Linked DNA regions of Mus musculus: all the other regions are linked to region 2. A link is a contact called in public Hi-C data. All regions are on one chromosome and are shown on one strand. The core of a region is the stretch at or near the end of the contact, and the rest is flanking DNA. Distances in the headings are between cores, read along the strand shown. Region 1 has its middle 76 kb from the start of Cd2. Region 2 has its middle 36 kb from the start of Ptgfrn. Region 3 overlaps Ptgfrn (prostaglandin F2 receptor negative regulator).

What was found. Hi-C and Micro-C count contacts between places; a contact is called where the count stands out from the background.
Region 1: a Hi-C map of muscle stem cells shows a contact between it and region 2, with 2.2 times the contacts expected there. The contact joins two enhancer-like sites. A contact is called at or near these places in 5 of 484 Hi-C or Micro-C datasets (CD4 T cells, the P5424 cell line, muscle stem cells and 1 more), 4 of 115 datasets of contacts at active chromatin or transcription factors (all in embryonic stem cells) and 1 of 9 other capture datasets (embryonic stem cells).
Region 3: a contact with region 2 is called in a Hi-C map of muscle stem cells, with 2.2 times the contacts expected there. The contact joins two enhancer-like sites. A contact is called at or near these places in 1 of 39 promoter capture datasets (hippocampal neurons), 4 of 484 Hi-C or Micro-C datasets (the MC3T3-E1 cell line, cerebral cortex, muscle stem cells and 1 more), 4 of 115 datasets of contacts at active chromatin or transcription factors (CD8 T cells, T-cell acute lymphoblastic leukemia, embryonic stem cells and 1 more) and 3 of 9 other capture datasets (adipose tissue, liver and pancreatic islet).

The regions. Positions count from the first base shown.
Region 1 is chr3:101,209,718-101,213,814 of GRCm38.p6, reverse strand. No RefSeq gene overlaps it. Among named protein-coding and RNA genes, the nearest start is that of Cd2, 76 kb to the left of the region's middle. Within about 2 kb of position 1,259, at least 163 of the 459 cell types and tissues checked have an H3K27ac peak or open chromatin away from gene starts, as enhancers often do. A contact at or near this core is called in muscle stem cells and uterus, where this site is marked.
Region 2 is chr3:101,144,208-101,148,354 of GRCm38.p6, reverse strand. No RefSeq gene overlaps it. Among named protein-coding and RNA genes, the nearest start is that of Ptgfrn, 36 kb to the right of the region's middle. Within about 2 kb of position 2,639, at least 60 of the 459 cell types and tissues checked have an H3K27ac peak or open chromatin away from gene starts, as enhancers often do. A contact at or near this core is called in adipose tissue, cerebral cortex, muscle stem cells and 1 more, where this site is marked.
Region 3 is chr3:101,045,837-101,050,567 of GRCm38.p6, reverse strand. Ptgfrn (prostaglandin F2 receptor negative regulator) reads left to right here. Exons shown (of 9, transcript NM_011197.3): 7 at 371-478. Among named protein-coding and RNA genes, the nearest start is that of Cd101, 19 kb to the right of the region's middle. Within about 2 kb of position 2,492, at least 107 of the 459 cell types and tissues checked have an H3K27ac peak or open chromatin away from gene starts, as enhancers often do. A contact at or near this core is called in adipose tissue, cerebral cortex and muscle stem cells, where this site is marked.

The DNA of each region.
Region 1 (4,097 bases), core at 10-2,509, 67 kb before region 2:
TAGCAGAGGAAGAAAGGAAGGGAGGGAAAGAAGAGAGGGAAGGGATAAAGGAAGGCAGGCAGGAAAGACTTGCTAAATATCTAAGCTGTTCTGATTAGAGAGCATTGTGTGGGGGCACTGAGCTCCATGCTGTGTGGGGGCACTGAGCTCCATGCTGTGTGGGTGTACTGAGTTCCACTCTGAGTGGGGGTACTGAACTCCATGCTGTGTGGAGGTACTGAGCTCCATGCTGTGTGGAGGTACTGAGGTCCATGCTGTGTGGAGGTACTGAGGTCCATGCTGTGTGGAGGTACTGAGCACCATGCTGTGTGGAGGTACTGAGCTCCATGCTGTGTGGAGGTGCTGAGCTCCATGCTGTGTGTGGGTGCTGACCCCCATGCTGTGTGGGGGTACAGAGATCCCCACTGCAGAAGTACTAATGCTGGAGCTGGCTGGCGGCCACCTGTCAAGGAGATAGCGTTCTTAAGGGATGACGACTTCCGTCCACCTGTGAGTCAGCATTTTGTGAGGAGAAAACAGGGTTGAGCAAAGAGGGACACCTGCTAAGGGAAGAGGCCTTGCTTTTGAGGATGGGATGGAAAGAGGCCTGTAGGGACAGAAAGCTGCTTCTCAGAGGCGGCTGTCAGCCTCCCTGGGGACACCCTTCCAAACACAGCACAAAGAAAAATCAAGAGACATTGGCCTCCAGCCGGCTGGCCAGCTCCATGGTTCTCTCAATCCAGAGACAGAAACGTGGCACTAGGAAGTCCCCGTAGTCCTTTAAAATCCCCATCATCAGCTGGGATTCTGCCCTTCACTCTGATTGGCCAGAAATGACCTCACTACCTCTCACTGGAGCCCGGGCTGCCCCCATTACCCCCCCCCCCACACACACACACACACTCTGGCCCAGTCCCCCTGACTGCAAAATGACAGCATCACTAGCTGGCCATGTAGCCCTGGCCTCAAGTTCACAGTTTCTGGTGGTCTGAGGTCTAGAGACCCCTGGGCTTCTCTGGGCTTCTTCCCTGACTTCATTAGCCATTCAGATTTATGCAGACTTCTCCCTGCTACGTTAATATTCTGTTTCCCTTTCTCTCCACTCTGCTTTTAGCGGATATTTTCCCAAACGGCCTCACACCCACTAGCAGTGTGGTGGACAGCTGGGTATGGGGACCACAGGGGCGCCTGTGCACAGATGGAGCTGGTGGAGGGGCCAGGAAGGTACCCTTCACTCCACCCGCCCTGCCCCGGGCGCCTGGAGCCCAGCTGCTGAGTGAATCAGCCAAGAGTAGGAGGGGAGGCAGGAGAGGCCCCACCAGCCAAGGCTAAACACAGACCTGGCCTCCCCTGGTGCTCTGTGGATTAGGGCCTTTCCTGCCTCTTTCCTGTGTATGTTCTCACTTAGCAGTTTGTCACAGGTCCCCCAGCCACCCCGGGGGGCCTAGTTCTCCATCCATGTTACACAGTTTGTCTTCCTTCTCGATAGACCTGTGTGGGGTGGAAGGCGGGGGGTGGGGGTGGTGGTGGTGGTGGGGTGGGGGAAGCTCCTACAATGTGACCTATCCTTTTCTTCTGCACCTTTCACAATGGGTGACAAGGCCCGGCCAGCAGGGTCTAGGATCTTCTTAAGAATTTACAGCCTGAGCCCTCAGGAGATTGGAGCTCTGCCAAAGCCATAAACTTCGTTCAAAGTGCTGTGTGATGGTTTATGGTGGGAGGCAGACACAGCTTCTTGGCCCTGGGCCTGCCCTCTCATTACAGAGTCTTTCTGTCAGCCATTCTGTTCAGATCCTTCACCCATGGGTGGGCAGGAGTGCTAAGCCACAGGTAGCAAGCAGGTTTAGAGCCTATATCCTGGGGGTCCTCACTCGCAGACATCCTCCCATAACCTAGTACTCAGTGCCCAAGTCCTTACAAATACCAAGGTCTTGACATGCTCAGCTTTTAATGTGCCCAAGTCCTCACAGGCTGGAGCCCCTCAAAGCTGAGGCCCAACACATCCTGCTATTACATGGCCTGGTGCTCCCATGATGCTCCTCCCCCGCCACAGGTGCTCACGCACTATGGTGCCCACCTCGTGCCCTTACACTCAGGTCTTCCCATAGTGAAGTGCTTACATATCCAGGTCCTCACAGACCCAGGTTCTAATGCACTCTAGGTTTTATTCATATGCTCAGATGCCTTCATGCTTGGGTCCCCCACACCCAGGTACCCCCATAACCCAGCTCTTCATCTGCCGTGGTTAATCCTGATTGTCACCTTGACTGAACCAAAAGTCACCTAGGAAAGGACCCCTGTTGTTCCTTCGCTCAGGTCCCTCACACATCCTCGAGTTCTCACACCCCGGGGCCTCACAGACCTAAGTGCACTCCCCAGAGCACCCACACTCAGGTGCATACTCACCAGAGTCTTAAAGACCCAGGACCCCCACTCATCCAGGCCTTAGCCTCATCTGTGTCTTCACATGTCTAGCTATTCACACACCAAGAGTCCATGCAGCCTGTCAGGGACAATCACAGAACGTCCAGAGCAGGGCACACATCCCTATCCAAGGTAAACCATCTAGGAGGGTGAGGAGCTTCCCTGGTGCCCACTGTCTACTAGGAATCTGCAATTGAACTTCAAAAGCAGCCTTTGGGGGACAAGACCACGAACAAGTTTCCTAGAGAGGGCATCCGCGTGCTCCCCGGCATCCAAACACACAAGTAATGTGCATACATCCATGCAAGCAAAACACCCATATGCAGAAAATAAAGCTTTAAGTTTTTGTTTTGTTTTTTAGTTTGTTTTACTTTGCTTTGTTTTGTTTTGAGATGAGATTTCTGTATAGCCCTGGCTGTCCTGGAACTCACTCTGTAGATCAGACAGGCCTCGAACTCAGAAATCTGCCTGTCTCTGCCTCCCAAGTGCTGGGATCAAAGGTGTGCGCCACCACGCCCGGCTCCCTGGCATCCATCTTAACAAGGCTATCACATCCCTGGTTAACTCAAAGACCTGTCCTAACTTCCTTTAATGGCAAGAAGCCTGTGCCTGTCTCCCAGACTCCAATTTCATTCCCATATATTCTTAAGATACCCTCCACCACTCCCAGCCTCTCTCCCTAACCCCGATGAAGCAGCCACAGGAGCTAACCTCTGCCTCCAGCTACTAGGGACTCCACAACATAGTCCCTTGACCACCCTGCTGTCTTTTGACCCTATTGCTCAGAAGAGAACAGGCCTTTCCCTTAGTCCCCCATTGTGGAAAAAAAAACCAGAATGTAGACATTTAAATTTTTTTTAACCCAAAGATGAGGTTACCTGTGTTATAACACCCACCACAAGAAAACCATGGAACTCAGTCTCAGAGGGAGACTTGGCTGGACATGAAATGTCCCCATAGGCATATGATTCCCAGCTAGTGAAACTGACTAGGAAGGTTGGGGTTTTGGTGGGAGAGGCATGGCTGACAGAGTTAGGCCACCGGAAGTGGGCCTGGGAAGGCTGCAACCTGGCCTTGCTTCCTGCCAAAGCTCTCCCTTCTGCCTGTAGCCTCCAGATGGCAAGCCACACACAAACTCCTGCTTCTACCAACATGGCTGTCCACACGGCCATGATGACCATGTCCTCAACAGGATCTAAAATTAGCCTAGCCTCCCTTACGTTGCTTCTGGTAGGTGCTTGGTTACATGACAAGGTAACTTAGTATGGAGGGGGACCCAGAAAACACACAGGCATCCTTAGCGTAGGCCAGTGTTTCTGACTCCCAGCTTGTCACTCAGGACAAGGCCGGCCTCTCTCCTGACATCTCAGTGTGAGTTTACCTACAGACCATATAGCGCTTCAGTATCACTGAGCGAAGCCTGGGCTTCCCTTCTCCAGACTCGGATAAAGGAAACTGTAATTCTTTTTGAGTGGATTCCAGGTCTCATCGCCTGTGGGGGAGAGAATTATAGTTGCCCAGGATGATTGACAGTGGGTTGGTCAAATCAGGTGGAGACCGTGAGAATGACTCAGCCAGCATTCTGGCTTCTGTGTCCTTCTATCTGCCCGCCCCCAACCTTTCCCTTCACTCTGCCTCAGTGTGAGCTTAGACCTTGTCATCACAGAGAACAGCACCAGCTCTGAAATTTCCCT
Region 2 (4,147 bases), core at 1,390-3,889:
TTTGGGTTCATTCAGTTCTCCCAAAATGCAACACCTCTGCCATTTGCCTCTCATTGTCTCCATGCATAATTAACAACAGCTAAAGATCTTGCTAAAAACAATTTTTAAACTTAAAGACTCAAATCTTTTTACATATAGTTTTGTGTTCTCTAATCACTTTCTCCCAAATCTGATGGCAGTAAGTTGAGACTATCTTTAACAATAAGGTTTGCAAGGAAAGCAACAGTTTTAATTGGGTAGATGCCATGAAGCTGTCTCTCAGCACCTCACGGATTGCTTTTCATGCCACTTGGATAGAATTTAGCTTTGGAGCTACTACCTAGGAATGTATTGTTCAGCGTCAGCACGTTTGTCTTTTTTACTTTGAAGTTTTCAGATCACTGACTTGCTAGTCAGTTTAGGTGACAGACCAGACAGAGAACATAACTTGTGTCACTTTCCTAATATAAAAACTAGTAGGTTTAGCTTTTGTTTCTTGCTGTCCTACTGCTCACAGATTTTATGATTTTATAATGATATTTCTCCATTTATTTTAGGAATTTGTAATGATACTTTCCCACCCCACTCCTGGTACTAATTTATGTATTAGAGTAAATTGCTTGCATAATAGATGTAAGAGTTGAATTACTCTTCTACAAAATAAAAGTATTTCTCTTTCATGTAGCTGTCCAGGATAGGCACTCCAGAGATTCAGCAACTCGGGCTGCCACAAGCAAATCACCCATTAGAATGGACAGTCAGAGGAAGGTCTCCTGTCAGATGTATGACTGTTAAGAAATCTAGATCTTTGATCTACACAGCAGGAAAATTTCACTAGGTCATCAGTAAATGGTTTCATGTACTGACAATGGAGTGTCTGTATTTAAAAAACTCACTTAATACTTCTCTCTGTCTCCTAACCTGAACCACTAGCACCATCTGTAAGGTTTGATCAGATCTGCATTCCATTATTCACCCTATTATGTACTAGCTATGTCTTTGGGCAAATTAATTAATGCTTATGAACTTTCATTCTTAAATGTGGAATGCTATTTAAAAGACCCACTCTCTATGCAAATGTGATATATTATACCTCAAATATGCACATACTGCTTAATATTTCATAAATGTTTAATAAATGATTCTTAACCATCTGAGGAGCACAAGATTAAGATTGTATAACTGGAGTTTGAATCTTTATAGACATGTGATGGATTCTCATTGCCGCCTCCCCCAACACACACCACACACACACACACACACACACACACACACACACACACACACACACACTATTTTAAGGCTCTGAGAAGATTCTCCTCTTGTTATCTTTTTCTCATCTATAAAATAGCAAGCATAATATACATTTTGAGGTTCCATTCTTGTTTTTATCTTTTATTTTCTAATTAATAGGACAATGTTTGGAAAACATAAATGTTATGGAAAAATAAAATCCTATGGATTTTATTTCTATTACACTTTTACACTATTTGTATAAAATAGTGCTTTACAAAGCACTATTACAGCATTGTGGTTTCATTTCCATCTTTCTTAGCTTCAAGTCTATTATTTTTTAAAGCTGAGAACCACGGGATATCCTTTTGGTTATATCCATTGGGAGTTCCTTTCTCTATATTATGAAAGAGAAACCAGAAGCCTCTGACTGTGGAAAGAACTACCCAAAGGCTCCAGTGAATACACATGGGGCTCCCAGTGAAGAGAGCCCTAATTAGTCTAGACTGTCGCCATCTTGGAGCGAGAAACCGGCCCTTGTGGGAATGGGAGATGAGGGTGAGTGTGAGCCTGGGACTCCTAAGAACAGACACTTGCCCAATTCACAGCCTCGCCTTGGGCTACTTCTGCTAAGGGAACAGCTAGTGCTTATTACAGTCAATGGGGGTATTCTCATCACAGAGGGATTGTGAGATTTGGCAAAGATCACAAAGGGGGAAAAAAATCTCAGACGGAAACAGTCAAGAATTGCAATTCAGGATGGGACAGAAATAAAAAGCCCAATTCTGATTCACATATTCTGTCATACCCGGTTGATCTGGGACAAAGATCAAAAATTCAAATTGGACAGTTCCCAGCCAGGACTTCTTTCTTTCCCAATGGGCTGTGTAGTATTAACAACCAAGGAGTATCTTTTGTAATCACCAGTGATAAGCTGATGATAGAGAAGCAGACACATTTGTCATTTGTAGTTTCTATACCTCCCCTCTTTATTATCAGAACCTCGACATCTTGCACCCATCTTTAAAATGTAAATTTACCTACAGCTATTCATCCCGCCTGTCCTAATGCCTGTCAAACTGAGATGAAAGAAAGCTGTACCCAGGCAAGTCTGAGATCCTCCCCTCTATCAGAAAAATCTTCCATGGAACCTTGCATTCCTCAAGCAAGACAGATCTGAGCTCTTGATACAGTCAGAAGGGGTGACCTACTTAAAAAGCCAGCAGAGTGTGTGTGTGTGTGTGTGTGTGTGTGTGTGTGTGTGTGTGTGATGAAACGAAAGTGAATTGTTTTGCTGAAATCTGACACTAAAAATAGGGCACTGGATCCTTCCCCTGCTTGGAAAAAAAAAAGGCATTAAAATGAGTGTGTCTGTATGTCTGGGAATATGTCTCCATAGCAACCATTGTCCCACCTCCCCTATCAGCAGCATTACCCTTCTCAACGAAAAGAGGGCATATGCACGCCTTTCCCAGCACCCTCCCAATCCCTTACTCCATGAAATCTAATTAAAGAGTGAAATGAATTTTAGCGATGGTCCTAGAGGCTGGGAGAAGTCCAAGGCTGGGGAGGGAAGCGCTTGGGAGGGGGCACAGGGAGACCTGCCCTTCCACACTGGAGGAGCGGCATGCAACTCCTCTCTCATTTTTAAAAAGAGCCGCAGCTTCCAGGCTGAGGGGCTGCAAGGGAGTGATAAACCCGCCATTCGATGATGTTATTACTTTAATGGATGCAGGACTGGTTGAGCACTTCATTTCCACCAGGGCTTCTTAGTTTGCAGCTTCTTCTCTTTATACAGCATCTAGTTTTCCTCAGACCCTCCTTCGGTTATTAATGAATGCTGTCCCCATTTCCTGTGACACTTGGGTGAGGGAAGAGGAAGCATCATTTGAGAAAATACATCTGTGTCTGGAGTGAGGTGAGTCCATCACAATTAGGAAGCCCCCTGCCACCTCCAACCTTAAACACTTTGTATTTATATTAAGTGTAAGGGAGCACACAGGGCAGATACCCTGGGAAGTAGAAGCTGATTTAGGCAAAAGAATTGCAAGGAAGCACCTGCTGGGGTCCTTTCCTTAGGTCTCCAGGAAGTGCCTTACCTCCTTCTCCCTTTCTCCATCACCTTCCTCAGCATCTAGCCAGCAGCAGCTCAGCACAGCCCCCCCACCCCACCCCCTCCAGCACCCTCCTCTCCCTCTACTCTGAACAACCCTGTCCTTGTTTCTGTGGTCCCCTGGTCCTGATCCCTGCATTCCAATCTCTTCTACAAGTTGGCTGCAGGTCTGGCTTCATCTTATATGAGTTCTCTCTCGGGAGCAAACTTGCCCTCACACAGCGTTCAATCAGGTCTGGACTTGTCCCCTGGACAAGCAGAAGGCAGTGCAGGAAGCCTATGGGGTCTCCTGGGGGTAGAGGGGAAAAATTAGTCACACATAGCACACAAGCTGCCATGTTTCAGAGCTGAGAGGAGCCACAGCAAGAAGAGCAGCTAGGTCTTGTCCTCTGTCCTGGTGGAACGAGCCCAGCCAGCTGTGTGCACAGGAAAAGTCAAAAGATGTGATCTCATGCAGAATGGAGTGGTTGGCACAGGGCAGCCGCCATGTGACTCTGAGCTCTGGGCAGAACCAGCTGTGGCATCTGCAGTTGCGTCCACCTCAGCTGCCAGCCTTACAGCTGCAGCAGCAGGCGTCTCCACATCCTTGGATGGATAACCAGCTTCCCCACTGGGGCCAATGGGGGCCTCCCTTCTTGCCAGCCTGCTGAGGTAGCAAGAGGCCTTTGCTTGCCAAATACCTGTGAAAGCCTTGTAGGAAAGGAAAATCATGAAAGACCCAGAAGAACAGGTCCCTGTCAGGCCATGGAGAGTCCAGTGACCTCTGGTTTTACCCAGGCTGATGTGGCTTAGAGTGCAGTGTTTACTTGCAATAAAATAATG
Region 3 (4,731 bases), core at 1,243-3,742, 98 kb after region 2:
GACCCTCTGATCTCTACACCACCCTGGCTAGTTTGAACTACACTGAATGTGACAGCAGCCCAAGCTTACCAGCTCGGGGGCGGGGGGCGTGAAGCAAGCATATTCTTCAAGCAAAGCTGTGGTTGTCAAGCAGAGAAAGTTCCATTCAGAGTTAGTCAAGAGTGAATTCAGGTAGATGTTCCTGATCCGACTGTCTCTGCATAGAGAAAGGAGATCTTAGAAGGCCTAGTTCATGGTTTTTTGTTTTTTGTTTTTTTGTAGACCGATTCCCAGAAAAGAGAGCCACATTTAGATGCTCTTGGAGCTTTAGGAATGAATTTTGAGCTTGTGTGAAAGAAGATTATGCATCTTACACATTACTGTCTTCCAGGTCCCACATTTAACGCCTCTGTGCATTCAGACACACCATCCGTCACCCGGGGAGATCTCATCAAATTGTTCTGTATCGTCACTGTGGAAGGAGCTGTGCTGGACCCAGGTACCTCCCTCCATCCTTCCTCCTTCCCCACCCCCGTTGCCTTCTGTAAACGTTCCTCCTGTCGTCTGTCACTGCCACTTGGAGTTTGAACTGTCTGTTGATCTTCACTTGTCTTAGTCAAGGTTTCTGTTACTTCAATGGAGTACTGTGACCCAAAAGCAAATTGGCTAGGAAAGGGTTTATTTGGCTTCACATCTACATTGTAGCTCATCATTGAAGGAAGTCAGGACAGGAACTCAAAACAGGGCAGGAACCTGGATGCAGAGCTGAGACAAAGGTCATGGAGTATCCCTGCTTACTGGCTTGTTCCCTATGGCTTGCTCAGCCTGCTTTCTTGTAGAAGCCATCCTGGGTTCTATAAACAGGAATGGCAACAGCCGCAATGGGCTGGGCCCTCTCCCATCAGTCACTAATTTAAGGACATGCCTTACAGCCTGATCTTCTGGAGGCATGTTCTCAACTGAGGTGCCCTCCTTTCAGATAACTGTAGCTTGTGTCCCGCTGACAAAAGACTAGCCAGCCCATCACTTTCCCTGACTCATTGCTGGCTTGGCTCTGTGAGGCTGTGTATCTGCTGGGAGATTTGAAACACTTTTCAGGACGGTCGGTCAGTAGATCTCTTCCTGGCTTGTTGTGGCCTGGTTAGAAACCCACTCACAGATCCCTCTTCCTGCTCCGTGTCATTCATCCCTTCGGTACACAGACAGAGCAGTTAAAGATGTTGGGGATAGAGCTACGGACGTGCTCAAGATCTACCCCCGAGAGCTTGCACCCGAGGCGGAATACAGAAGTGATGTCATTTATAACTTTTAGGATATCTTTGTAAAGCCTTTCCCATTCTACTGAAGAGGGAACCTTGTGCACACCCGGCCTGTCCCAAGCCATGTCCCCAGTTCTGTGAATCTTCTCTTTACCGAAAAGATTAGCCTTGCCAACAGATGCCTCAGAATCCTGGGCCCATCCCTCATGCATTCTCTGCTTGGTGCCTTAAGCAAGATGACATCCCTCTCTTATTGGCTCCTCTGGTCTTAAAGGCCTTAGGGTGTTGTCCCTGTTGCTGAGCAGGACTTTACCCACCTTTGCCTTTCCCCAACGATTCTGTGAAGAGCCTAGCTTGCTGAGGCCTGCCCTTCTCCCTTCCACCACCCACTGTGACCCTGACACTGCCCAACCCCACCCCATTCCTAGCAAAGTCATACACAAAGCTAGCCAAATTCTGTGAGTTCTCATGTGTTTCTGTGTGTAGACCTCTGGAAGCATGGCCCCAGAAGCAGGCAGCAGGTTGTTCTGTATGAAGGGACAGTGCTAATAACCAAAGATGGGGGACCCTGCAGACCTCACCGGCATCTGGGGGTAAACTACGGGGTAGCCATTATGATGGGAGTGGCTCCCTGGTTCCTTTAGGGCTTCTGTACAGCATGTGAGGCATGAGACGTCATGTAAAGTCGGGCTCTGAAGAGAGCAACTGCTGCTGTACCAAAGCTGCGAGGCGCAGAGGCACAAAGGTACCTTTGAACGTAGAAATGAAGGAAAAGGCAGGAAAGACTGCCAGGGAAAGGCAAGCAAAAACTCCTTAAAAGTTTGCATAGTGCAGTGCTGTTTGAAAGCTCATTTGTGATATACAGATATTAAACCCTCCAAATGCTCTTTCTCAGCAAATTAATAGGTCGCCAGTTGTGCCTTTCATGTAAACCTCTTTTCTCTGATGTAATTGCAAAAGCTATAGGTAGCTGGTATCTTGCAAATCACAATTTTCCAGAACTTTGCACTCTTGCTCTGTGTGGGTGGAAGATTCTGAATAATTAAACACAAATCGTAATTTCTTTCTTTTTCTTTTTTCTTTCTTTTTTTTTTTTTCTCTTTTCATTCATCCCATGGCTCTGAGAGGGAATTCTCAGTGGGAAAGTTGCATAAGTGGGCTGAGAGCCAAGGCACTGTTGTGTCACAGCAGGGTGGGAGCGGCCAAGCGTGGGTGGCACCATGGTCTGAAGCAGAGCAGAGGCAGTGTGAGTCATGGGGGGGAGGGGGGTCTCCAGAGTGTGCTGTGGGGGTGCAAGAGAATGGGGCCCAGTCACTATGCTCGGAGTACTTGGTGCCGAGGGCAGCTAAGGAGCTGGACTTTCCTGTCCTTGCTGCTCAGCCATTGCTCAGAGGCGGAGTGGCTGAGCGTTAAGGGTGTTCCGTAGCCTCTGTGAGGCATTTCACCCAGGTGAGGTGACTTCCGTGTTCTGGAAATGGTCCAGTCGGAACACATCAGCGTCTAGTACCTAACCAGGGTATGTGGTGAGATGGGTGACTCAGTACAGCAGATGCCCACAGGAGGGGCCCATATCCTTGACAAGTACCTCCCACACTTCCTTCTAGCGGCATCTACCTGTCAGCCACGTGTGGAGATGGTGGTGTGTAGCTTTATCACTATCGCTTTTATTATCACTAGTTCCCACTGGGTCCTTCTCGGGGAAACATGTCCATGCTGAGCTTGTAGCCACATGAACCTTTGAACAGAAGTCCTAAAGGAGCCAGGCACCCACCCCAATGTAATGGCTACCCAGTACTTTGCACCCAGATGCTGGGGAGGCCTGCAGGGTCTCTGGTTATTAGCACTGCCCCTTCACACAGGACAAAACCTTCCTGCCTGTCCCCCGGGCCGGGCTTCCAGGAGCCACATACAGAAACACGTGGGCTGGGAGTGGTTCTTGGCAGTCAGTGTTCGCCCACGCTGTTAGTTGGATTTTTTTTTTTTAAGTTTTTAAAGTGTATGTGTGTTTGTCTATGTGTGTCTGTACACTGTCTGTCTGTCTGTCTGTCTGTCTGTCTGTCTGTCTGTCTGTCTGACTGTGGAGGCCAGAAGAGGATAAGAGATCCCTTGGAATTGGAGCTATAAGCAGTTGTGAGCTACCTGACATGAGTGCTGAGAACTGAACCCAGGTTCTGTGAAGAGCAGTGAATGCTCTTAACCACTGAGCTATCTCTCCAGAGCCCTGTTAATTTGCATTGTGCAATAAACTAACATGGCTTGTTCAGGTCATGTGGCCAGTAGGTACTGGGATTCTGGCCCAGGCTAGCCACCTTAGCATCCTATGATGCACAAGAGAATGACGTAATGGCAGCACCTCTATGCTTTATCATTGGTAGCCACTCTAGACTCCCTGAGTTTCCCTGGGTAGCAGAGCCCACTCCGCCCTGGCACTGAGGGGGAATAGGCAGTCCACAGCACCTTCTGCATTCCCACCAAGCTGGTCTCAGAGACTTACCTGCTGAGAATTGTTTATGCTGAGGGGCCCCTGGGGCAGGTGGAGGAGAGAGGGGATCTGCTTTAGTAGTGGAGTTATCATTGGGACCTGTTTGGAAATGCCCACTTTGAGTTGAGCTCCCTTCTGTCTTACATGGGTCTGGATGACATCTGTTTGCCTTAGAATGTGTTTTTGAAGTTATTAATGTACTTTGCCTGAATGAATAACTATTGTTTTTTTGTTGTCCAGCAAAAGCTGACATATAAAAGGTCCCGGGCCAGGGTTGTAGCTCCAATAGAACACTTGCCCAGCACGGCACTGGGTTCAGTCCTCGGTGTTTTTTTTGAAAAAGGAATTTTGCCAAGCAGGTTTAAGATGTGACTGTGTTTCTGGTCCACAGTCCCCACATGCCTTCTGGATGAAACCTGAAGCTCAGTAGCTGGCTTGGGTTGGTCCAGTCAGGGTGGGGATGAGGGTCTGGGTTTAGCATGTGGCCTCAGTTTCCACATTGTGTAAATTAATCCTGTACCATCCTCTTTCTCTTCTGCCCGTTGTCGTTTATTTGAGGCTGTTAGAACCTCAGTTTCACAGAGAACTTCATGATCCACTAGCTTTACTCTCTGGGACTATTAACTGTGTTCAGTTTTCTCAGCTTGATTTTCTTTTTTTTTACCCCTCTTATTTTGAACTTAAATACTTCTACAAGGGGGAAGAAAAAAATAAAACAGCACAAACCACAGTGAACAATAAAATCCAAGCTGTCTACAACTTCAAATCTGGTACAATTTATTTTATGTGCGGTCTTTGGTTCTTCTGCGTGAAGTGCTCGGGGACCCTGCACGCCATGCCCAGCCTTCACACACAGGGCTGTCTGTGGCCCCAGATCTTCTTTCTGTGGTTCTTTAGGGTGGGAGTGGTCAGGCTAGACACACTACTATCTGTAGCTGTGTGACCTTGGCACAGGGGAGGCTGTGATATCATCACAGGCTGCTTGGAGGTTCGTACAGAACAGACCTGGCC